Regions from separate parts of the Mus musculus genome. Here region 2 is linked to region 1. Evidence: chromatin contacts called from public promoter capture Hi-C data. All regions are on one chromosome and are shown on one strand. The core of a region is the stretch at or near the end of the contact, and the rest is flanking DNA. Distances in the headings are between cores, read along the strand shown.

What was found. Capture Hi-C pulls out chosen DNA fragments and counts their contacts.
Region 2: a promoter capture Hi-C map of adipose tissue shows a contact between it and region 1. The contact joins two enhancer-like sites. A contact is called at or near these places in 1 of 484 Hi-C or Micro-C datasets (B cells) and 2 of 9 other capture datasets (adipose tissue and liver).

What each region holds. Positions count from the first base shown.
Region 1 is chr3:136,082,279-136,086,337 of GRCm38.p6, reverse strand. Bank1 (B cell scaffold protein with ankyrin repeats 1) reads left to right here. Exons shown (of 17, transcript NM_001033350.3): 11 at 3,100-3,168. Among named protein-coding and RNA genes, the nearest start is that of Gm31243, 180 kb to the right of the region's middle. Within about 2 kb of position 2,102, at least 10 of the 459 cell types and tissues checked have an H3K27ac peak or open chromatin away from gene starts, as enhancers often do. A contact at or near this core is called in adipose tissue, where this site is marked.
Region 2 is chr3:136,250,092-136,254,334 of GRCm38.p6, reverse strand. The region is part of intron 3 of Bank1 (B cell scaffold protein with ankyrin repeats 1); the gene reads left to right. Among named protein-coding and RNA genes, the nearest start is that of Bank1, 74 kb to the left of the region's middle. Within about 2 kb of position 1,319, at least 32 of the 459 cell types and tissues checked have an H3K27ac peak or open chromatin away from gene starts, as enhancers often do. A contact at or near this core is called in adipose tissue, where this site is marked.

The DNA of each region.
Region 1 (4,059 bases), core at 853-3,352:
AGAAGTCCCTTCTCAGGACACGGGATAGAGTGTCTGTTTTCATTTCTCACGTGTGATGGGCACAGAGCATCATGGGATTTGTGACTTCTAGTTCGAATCCGCATGAATGACATTTGCATTCCCCCCAGATTTTTATCAGCTTTGCCACACAGACAATAACGTTGAGGTGCTTTGTCCATTTTTCTTGGAAGAGGCATTCTCAATGACTTCTTTTGCTCTCAGGGGACAGTAAACAAGCGTGACATTAGTAGTGTTGCTGCAGAACAGTCTGGAAAGACAAACTGTGCAAGTGAACTTGTTCCGTTCACTGGCTCTTCCTCTGCTACTTCTGCTCTGCTTAGCATTTTTGAATATTTAACACTATGCTAATTTTTTCATTCAATGTCATTTATATTCTGGAGAAACTTTTACAGACATCATTTCTCCAATATGTAAAATAAATGAGGGTGTCATTTGGGACATTTGTATTGTTTGAGATTATTTTAAACCTCAAATCTTGTTTTGTTGATTTTTTTCCCCTCTCCTGGTTTCTTGTGTTTAAAGGTAAAGACAAGATATATACTGTGTTCATGTTTTTTTTTTCTTTTCAAATTCTAACTACAGTTAGCAAGAGAAAAATAAGATTACACTGGGTAAAGGTTATCCAAATTGACATGTCAGAAATTGCATTGGTACCATGCCTTGAACACTGACTGGGTAAAATGCATTTGAAACAGTGCTTACCAAGAATCCAGCATATAGATAGAGTCAGCATTGTCGATACATTTGAAAAATCATTCTGCTCTGTGACTCAACTTTCTACTTTTTCTATTAGTCCACGCCCTCTGACTACAAATAGTAGGTCTTTCCTCGTGGCTATGTGGGATGTGAAAAATGCTTCTGAACTTTAAACACATTGAGAAGACTATTTGCTAAGTCTAAATTTCTGCCAAGATGTGAAACTTATCAGTAAGCTCAGGGGGAAGGAAAGGCACATGGGTGCAGTGGGGGTGAGGTAAGGAATTCTAAGTCAGATTAGACATTACTAGGACTTAGCATTGCAATCTATTTCCTACCTCCACCTACATCTCTGTTATCAGCATCTCCTCACACCACCACCAATCCTAGTAGTTGGCCAGCTCTCGACTCCAGATTGACCCTGGTTCAACTCTAGAGAAATAACACTAATGCCTAGTAACTGAAGGTCAAGATCAGCATTAACTGTTCATCACATGGCCAAACATTTGTTGCCAGCAGAAAGTATTTCAAAACAGTATCCAGGGTAAATTGGATTTACAGCAAACTTCACACCAAGAAAGCTGGGAAGAGAAGTCTACTTTGCAAATGTTCTGCAGTGTCAAACCTCAGCAGAATCCACAAACTTTTAAGTAACCTGCTGTTTAATTGGAGACATGACTGTTTGCATTAGCCTTTGAGTTCAAGTCATTTCCCATATTAACGATGCCAGGTTACAGTGTTTCAGTCTTAGGCACTCTCCATTACATCTAAACAATATTAGCAAAAACATGGGCTGCCTGTCATCACTTTATGCTAGGGCAACTGTAGAACTAACGGAAGAAAACAGCAAATAGGACTTGGGAGGAGGGGGTGGAATCTAATATCCTAAAATATAGTCACATGACAAATACCCCTCATTGTGTTTTATTTAGGAAAAACACAACAAACCCAGGATGTATAAAGAGAACTGATTTTCAACCAGAGATGTTACTTTAGATGTATAGTTTTTCCCAAATGCATCGTATTTGACAGTATATTCACTCCTCCTGGGGACAGAGAGAGGAATAATCTTTCTCTTGACATCATCTAAGACATTAAGTGTTTAATAAATGTTGATTTGATTTGAGACATTTGTTTTTTTTTTAAAGTTGAATGTATGTATTCTTGATTAAGCCCATATATGACCTTGATATTAGTGTTGTTTAAGTAAGAGCAAAACCACAGCAGAACTCCACGATCTCGTCATGGACCTGTTTCCCCAGGTCACAGTGGCCAAGTGCCAGGCAGCTGTCTCCTTTTATAGGAAGATCCTGCTGAGATGCCAGGAACAAGAGCACAGCCTTGCTCCTGTAACTCCTCCCAGCCTCCTCCTCTAACTTTAAAAGGGAATAGTTACTAAGAAGTAGACACTGTCGGGAGGAAGCAAGAGGCTGAAGGCTAAGGCTTAAGGGTCTAAATCATTTCTCTGCTAACAACTCTGGGATCATTTCAAAATTCACGTAGCTCTTTTACAAGCTGGTTACTTCCTCGTCTATAAACATATGAGGCTGGACTAAATCTCCCAGGCCTCTTCGAGTTCCCAAACCCCATAATTCAGACTGCCCATAAAAAAATAAATGTAACTCCGGATGCTCATTTTCCAAAAAGTGAAGTAGTCAAGGACCTGCTCTATTTCATTAACAAATACCCAAAAGTATCCAGAACTTTGTGGGTGCTTAATAAATATTAAACACTGAATTTTACCTTTCATCTGCAAAACAGGGTGAGTAATGCTGACTTAATTCCCAGAATTTCATGTGCGAAATAATAAATGAGAACAAAGCACTTTTCAGATAATGAAGTAATTCAAACAAGCTGCTTTAATAGGTCTGAGGTTGGGGTAGATGACGCAAGAGTAAAGTGCCTCTTTTATTATTACATCTGTGGAACACAACAGGCTTCTCTTTAGTTGCTTATCACCCATAAGCCTGATTTGAGTGAGTAGTCTCTACGCAAATGAACCTTTACCCTCATGTGGGTTTAGCCTTTATCACTTCTAAAAAATGGAGCTTTTTATCTTCATCTGATATCAAGAAGGAATCGGCTTAGGAATGCATCCCATCAACATTAACAGACTCTGCCCAAAGAAAATGCTTTCCAAAATTACCGATAAACTGCACACATGAGAAAATTACAAATTTTATAATCTTTATACTCAAAAATGAATACAGTTCAGATAATATTACTAAGAAAAACCTTGTACTTGGAAATGAATATAGTTCAGATACTGTTATTAAGGAAAATGATACTTTGCACTCTGTCTTCATGGAGGCACCCATGGTATATTTCATATTCTTAAATGCCTTTGCCTAATAAACTTTTATGTTCTATGTTTTTTTACAGTGTTCCAACAAAAGGCAGCCCGAAGACAATCTGATGGTGATAAGTTCTACAGTCTACCTAAGAAACCCGGTATTGATTAACTTCAACTTAGTTAACCACTAAGATTAGTTAAGATTTAAAGAAATCGTGGGGATCTGCAGGAGGCCTCGCAGGTCAGATACAAACAACTGAGTTTGATTGATTTAACTTTGAAGTTTGTATCTTATCCCAAAACAACTATGCCACAGTAAAATCAATTATTTTCATTAACAAGAACAGGAAAGGCCCCTCATCATATTGCCTGTGGGGATGTTGTTCTCATGGCACCAGGAAGGACAAATAAGACAAATTCCATAACTTGTATCAGAGGCCCCTTTTATAGATCTGTAAATGAGACTAGCTTGGGTGTTTCTTTAGTCAGCTGTAGACGCCAATCAAAGGTAGAACCATTTTCCTAGTGTGTTCTTGCTTTCAGCATTTGATGAAATACCTTAGGAACCATCATTTATCATGCGGAGTAGAGCTGAAGACCACTATAGTCACACCAACATGCCAAACCAGTGGAATCATTTTGACTTCTAGTATTCATTTGGACATTTGTCTTTTTCAAGAATAGACTCTATAGCCTAAATAGACCAAATAACCTAATATGCACTAACAATAGCCTAAATGTACTAAATAGCCTGTTAATAGCCTATTAATAGGCAATTTAGTACAACTCTTTTTCAACAGTTGGGACTGAATAAATGTTCAAATATAAAAATCATAAAAATTGGTTGACACAGGTCTTAGGGGTAATCATCTTTGGTAACCTATGAGCAGATGTAGTTGCACCTTTGATATAATTTCAGTCCCAAATCATGTCACCTTGAAGCTAGTACCAGGTAATTAGTGAGAAAGACATATTGAAATAAAGAAGACACAGACACACACACACACACACACACACACACACACACGTATGCCATCTCCTTTTGTGCC
Region 2 (4,243 bases), core at 70-2,569, 170 kb before region 1:
GTAAAGGACCACAGTATAAAAGAGCCTTATGGGAGATTCTTGAAAAGATCCATCTAGAAGAGGCTGGTGGATTTACATGACCTGACATCAGGAGGTCTGCGATGCCACCTGTCAACTCTATGGCCATCAAAGGTGACCATTCTTTAGTGTTGCTGAAGTTTAAATTTCTCACTTTCACCCAGCATGCTGTTCTGATAGAATTGTCCCTCTAAGTCACTTTCCTGTCAGGTCTTGAGGAAATAGAACCACTTGGATACTACCATAGACATGCTGGGAATCTGAACTGTCCACTTTCCCAATACTAGACACAGATGCATAGGCAAAGATAAGTTACCACAAGGGTAACAGAATGGGTAGCTTACACTGGGGAGAAAGGGGCTGAATAACCAAAGTTGGTCGCTCCTATGGAGTCAAGAAACTATGGAAGAAACAGGGAAAGTAATAAAAGCAATGTGATCTAGTTTCAAATAGATGAAATCAAAGTAGGAAATAAAATGACACTCAGAGTAAAAATAGTTCCCCAGAAGTTATGCAATGTGTCTAAATAGCTGATTTAAAAAATATCTGCAGCAGTATAATTTGAGTATTATAAAACCCTCCCCATATTAGTCACACAAAAATTGAAGTTCAATAGCAGGCTTCAGGTGTCCTCAAGCAGACATTCCTTATGCAGCTGATTTGCCAGGGGTCCTTTCAATAGATCATCTTGGGCTTTTCTTATATTTATGGATGTGGATAGAATTCTTTCAGAGCTGATAAAGTTAAGCTATTTCAATATCAGATCTGTCTTGAGAACTCTACCTTTTTAAAAGCCCTAGAAGTCAAGCAATCATATAAGGCATTTTTAAACCCAGAATTATGCTCCAAATTTTCAAAATAATCTCAGCCTTTGGACCAAAAATAGTTATCGCAAGAAATCTTGGGCTTTCAGTAAGTAGATCTTAGTACAATTTGAAGCACCACAGAAAAGATCATTTGGTTCCAGCTGAGTGAAAATTGTGTTTCTGGTTTCCCTGGAGAATGTTCAGTATATGCCAATGATCTGAAATGACAACCTTTGAACCTCATTTCTGAGAAGCCTTCTAGATAGTGGGTGGGCAGAGAACAGAGACCAATGCTTTTCCTAACAAAGGGACTATAGAGATGTTTCTGGGATCCTAAAACTTCCATAGTCTATCAATGATATCCCTGACAGTTTCTAGGCAAGTGGAAGTGAGCCTCGTTCATACCTAGCGCTGTTGAAACCCATAGGTCTATATTTCTAACATGCTGACATGACCATGTGTTTGATAAGGGCACAGACTTCCTTCCCTATTCAGAGAATTAGTCATTTGCTCTTCCTCCTCCCCACCCCATTCCCCAGCACCACCCCTGCCTCGTAGCTATACAGAAACTGGGTCTGTGGACTTGTCTCTTACAGCATTTCAGCTCACTGTCCGCTCTTGGTCTATAGAGATGGCTTTTGTAAACTGCCAGCTCCCCACTGCCTGTGATCCCAGGAGCTGGGGAGCATTGATCCTTCTGCTGTAACCTTTCCCAACACCTTTCTTTCCGCAGATTATCAATTCCATAAGCCTTGACAATCTTGTTCTGCTTCAAAATCAGGAGGAAAATCTGATTTTGCTCTTTAATATTGATCCATTGTTCTACTTAAAAGAATTATTCCCCAGGTCTTTGAGAAACAAATAAGTAGATGAGTTCTGTGTAAAATTAAACTGGCTTCTTGTTAGAGACTTTTTTAAAGAATTAATTATTATATTTTTATTAATTATTTTATTTTTTTACATTCCAAATGTTGCTTCCATCCTGTTCCCCCCTCACAGAGTTCTTCCCCCATCCTCCCTCCCCTTCACCTCTGAGAGAGAATCCCCCATACCCCCCCCAGTCTGGGGTATCAAGTCTCTACAGGATTAGGTTCACCCTCTCCTACTGAGGCCAGACAAGACAGGCCTCTGCTACATATGTGCTGGGAGTCTCTGGCCAGCCCATGTATGCTCTTTGGTTGGTAGATAGAACCTTTCTTTAAGTTTCTACAGGACTGTATACTTCGTTCTATTTTAGCATAGAGCATTTTCACGTGTTTCCTGCTCAGGACCTTCGACTTTATAGCATATTACCCTGGATTTTGTATTGTGAAGTAACAGATATAAGGAATATGGTGTTACTTAGGTCTGCCAAAAGTAGCCTTTGTTCTAATAACACATCCACTTTCACCTTTCTGGTGAAATCCACATGAGTTCATTGATGGTATCTAGACCAGCAACTCTTGTGCACGCTGTCCATGGCTTCAAAGATGTGATGCTATAGTGGTTCTCGACTGGGAAAGAGTTTTACCTTTCTTTTCTAGGGGAAGAAGCTGAGCAATACTGCAAGCATCTCGGATTATCACGATTGCTACTGACATCTAGTTGACAGAAACCAGAAGATGCAATGTATTACATAATGCACAAGGCACACTCATGACAGTAGCTTATCTTATCCAAAGCAGGAATCCTACTAAAGTTAAATCCTGTCTCCTGGTGTACACCTACAACAAATGAGTCACCATCACTTCTGTCTAATGGTGGCATCAAGCACTCATGCTCCTGTCTGAGGCTTCTGTGAAGTTGGCACAGTTGTCCTGTGTTCACTTACTTTGTGAGACATGTCGCTCTTTAGTGGTGATTCCATTAACATCTTTCGCACATCTTACATAAAGCTTTCAGAAACTCTCTTACCTCTCCTGCTATTTCTGTGAGTCCCCAACAAAGATGTAGTAAGGATGTCTCTCTCACCTCTGCAGAAGCACAGCAGTTGAAAGCAAGCTTCTTTTCTTCATCTTGTTTTATCTGTGTGGAAGATCCTTCGCATATTACTAACCCTACCTTCTAATTCTTTCTCTGCTGGCATGGGGCAAATTTGGTATTAACTGAAGAAGCCCATGCAGTAAGTTTATCAAGTCCCATGAGCCTATCTTCATTGACGTGATATCTTTTAACATAAAGTAGACATAAATATGTGAAAAAGCCAGAGGTCACTGTGCAAAAGCCTTAGTAAGCTAGCCATGATCTACTGGGATCTCAATCTTCCATCTGTGATTAAACTTCAGACCAACGACCCAATCAAAACCGCAATGCATGCATATGTTATTCTAGACCAAGTTACTGACCTTTTGATGAAATGTTAAGTTTTGTGAACAGTAGAGCAACCTTTAGCCTTTATAAGTAGCAATGATCATAACCCAGTCTCTCTGTGAATTCTTAGACTCCCCCCAATAAAGGACACAAACTCAGGGGTCAAAATATGAAGCACTAAATGACAGCTTCAAAATCAATAAAAGCAAATTAATGATATTTGAACAGCCTAAAGCTTTCTCCTTGGATCAAATGAAGCCATGCAACTAAAGCCAGACCTTCTGTCCTGGATTACGCACTTCACTTTAGAGAGCAATAGATGCATGTAAGGCCCCCACATGAAGGGTAGTTAGTAACAGAGCCTAACATACTCAATTCAAAACTGTTGTGTCTTTACAGACGTATTTCATTTTAATTTTTAGAGGATCCAGTATATCCATAATGCTCAGAAGATATTAAAATGATATGTCAGGTTATTGTGGATTGCAAACTTTATACGCCCCAGTACAGGTGAATGCCAGGACCAAGAAGTGGAAATGGGTGGGTAGCGGAGCAGGGCGGGGCAGGGGGGGGTATAGGGAACTTTCGGGATAGCATTTGAAATGTAAATAAAGAAAATATCTAATAAAAAAGAATCCCAAAAAAAAAAAAAAGAAAGAAAAAGAAAAGAGAATGCTATCAGAGTATTTTAGATGAGGAGACCAACAAAGATAAAAAGGTTGATCTAGTAATGGCCGAATACAGATGTAGATGTGAACATGTTAGTGCTCACTTGAGAGTTCTAGAATTCTTGCAGGCTAGAGTTAGAGGGAGGATACTCTAAAATCGGAGTTGGACTTTGGTAGATATCAAAGGTTTGAGGAGGCAGAGGAAGGAAGAGCTGATCAGATCAACAAGGCAACATCATCTTTCAACAGGACCAGCTACTTAACCTCTAATACAGAATGCAAATGCAAAGCCCTTTGTTCAAATTAGTTTGCATTTCAAAGAAATGACAGCTAACCATTAAACCAATGCTTTTTAAAACCCTTTTAAGCCCTGTGTGCCTGTGAGGGTCTTGAACTCAAGAAACCAGACCATGGTACAAATAAAGATGCAGGTACTTCACTTAGTGTTTTTTCTCCTTAGAA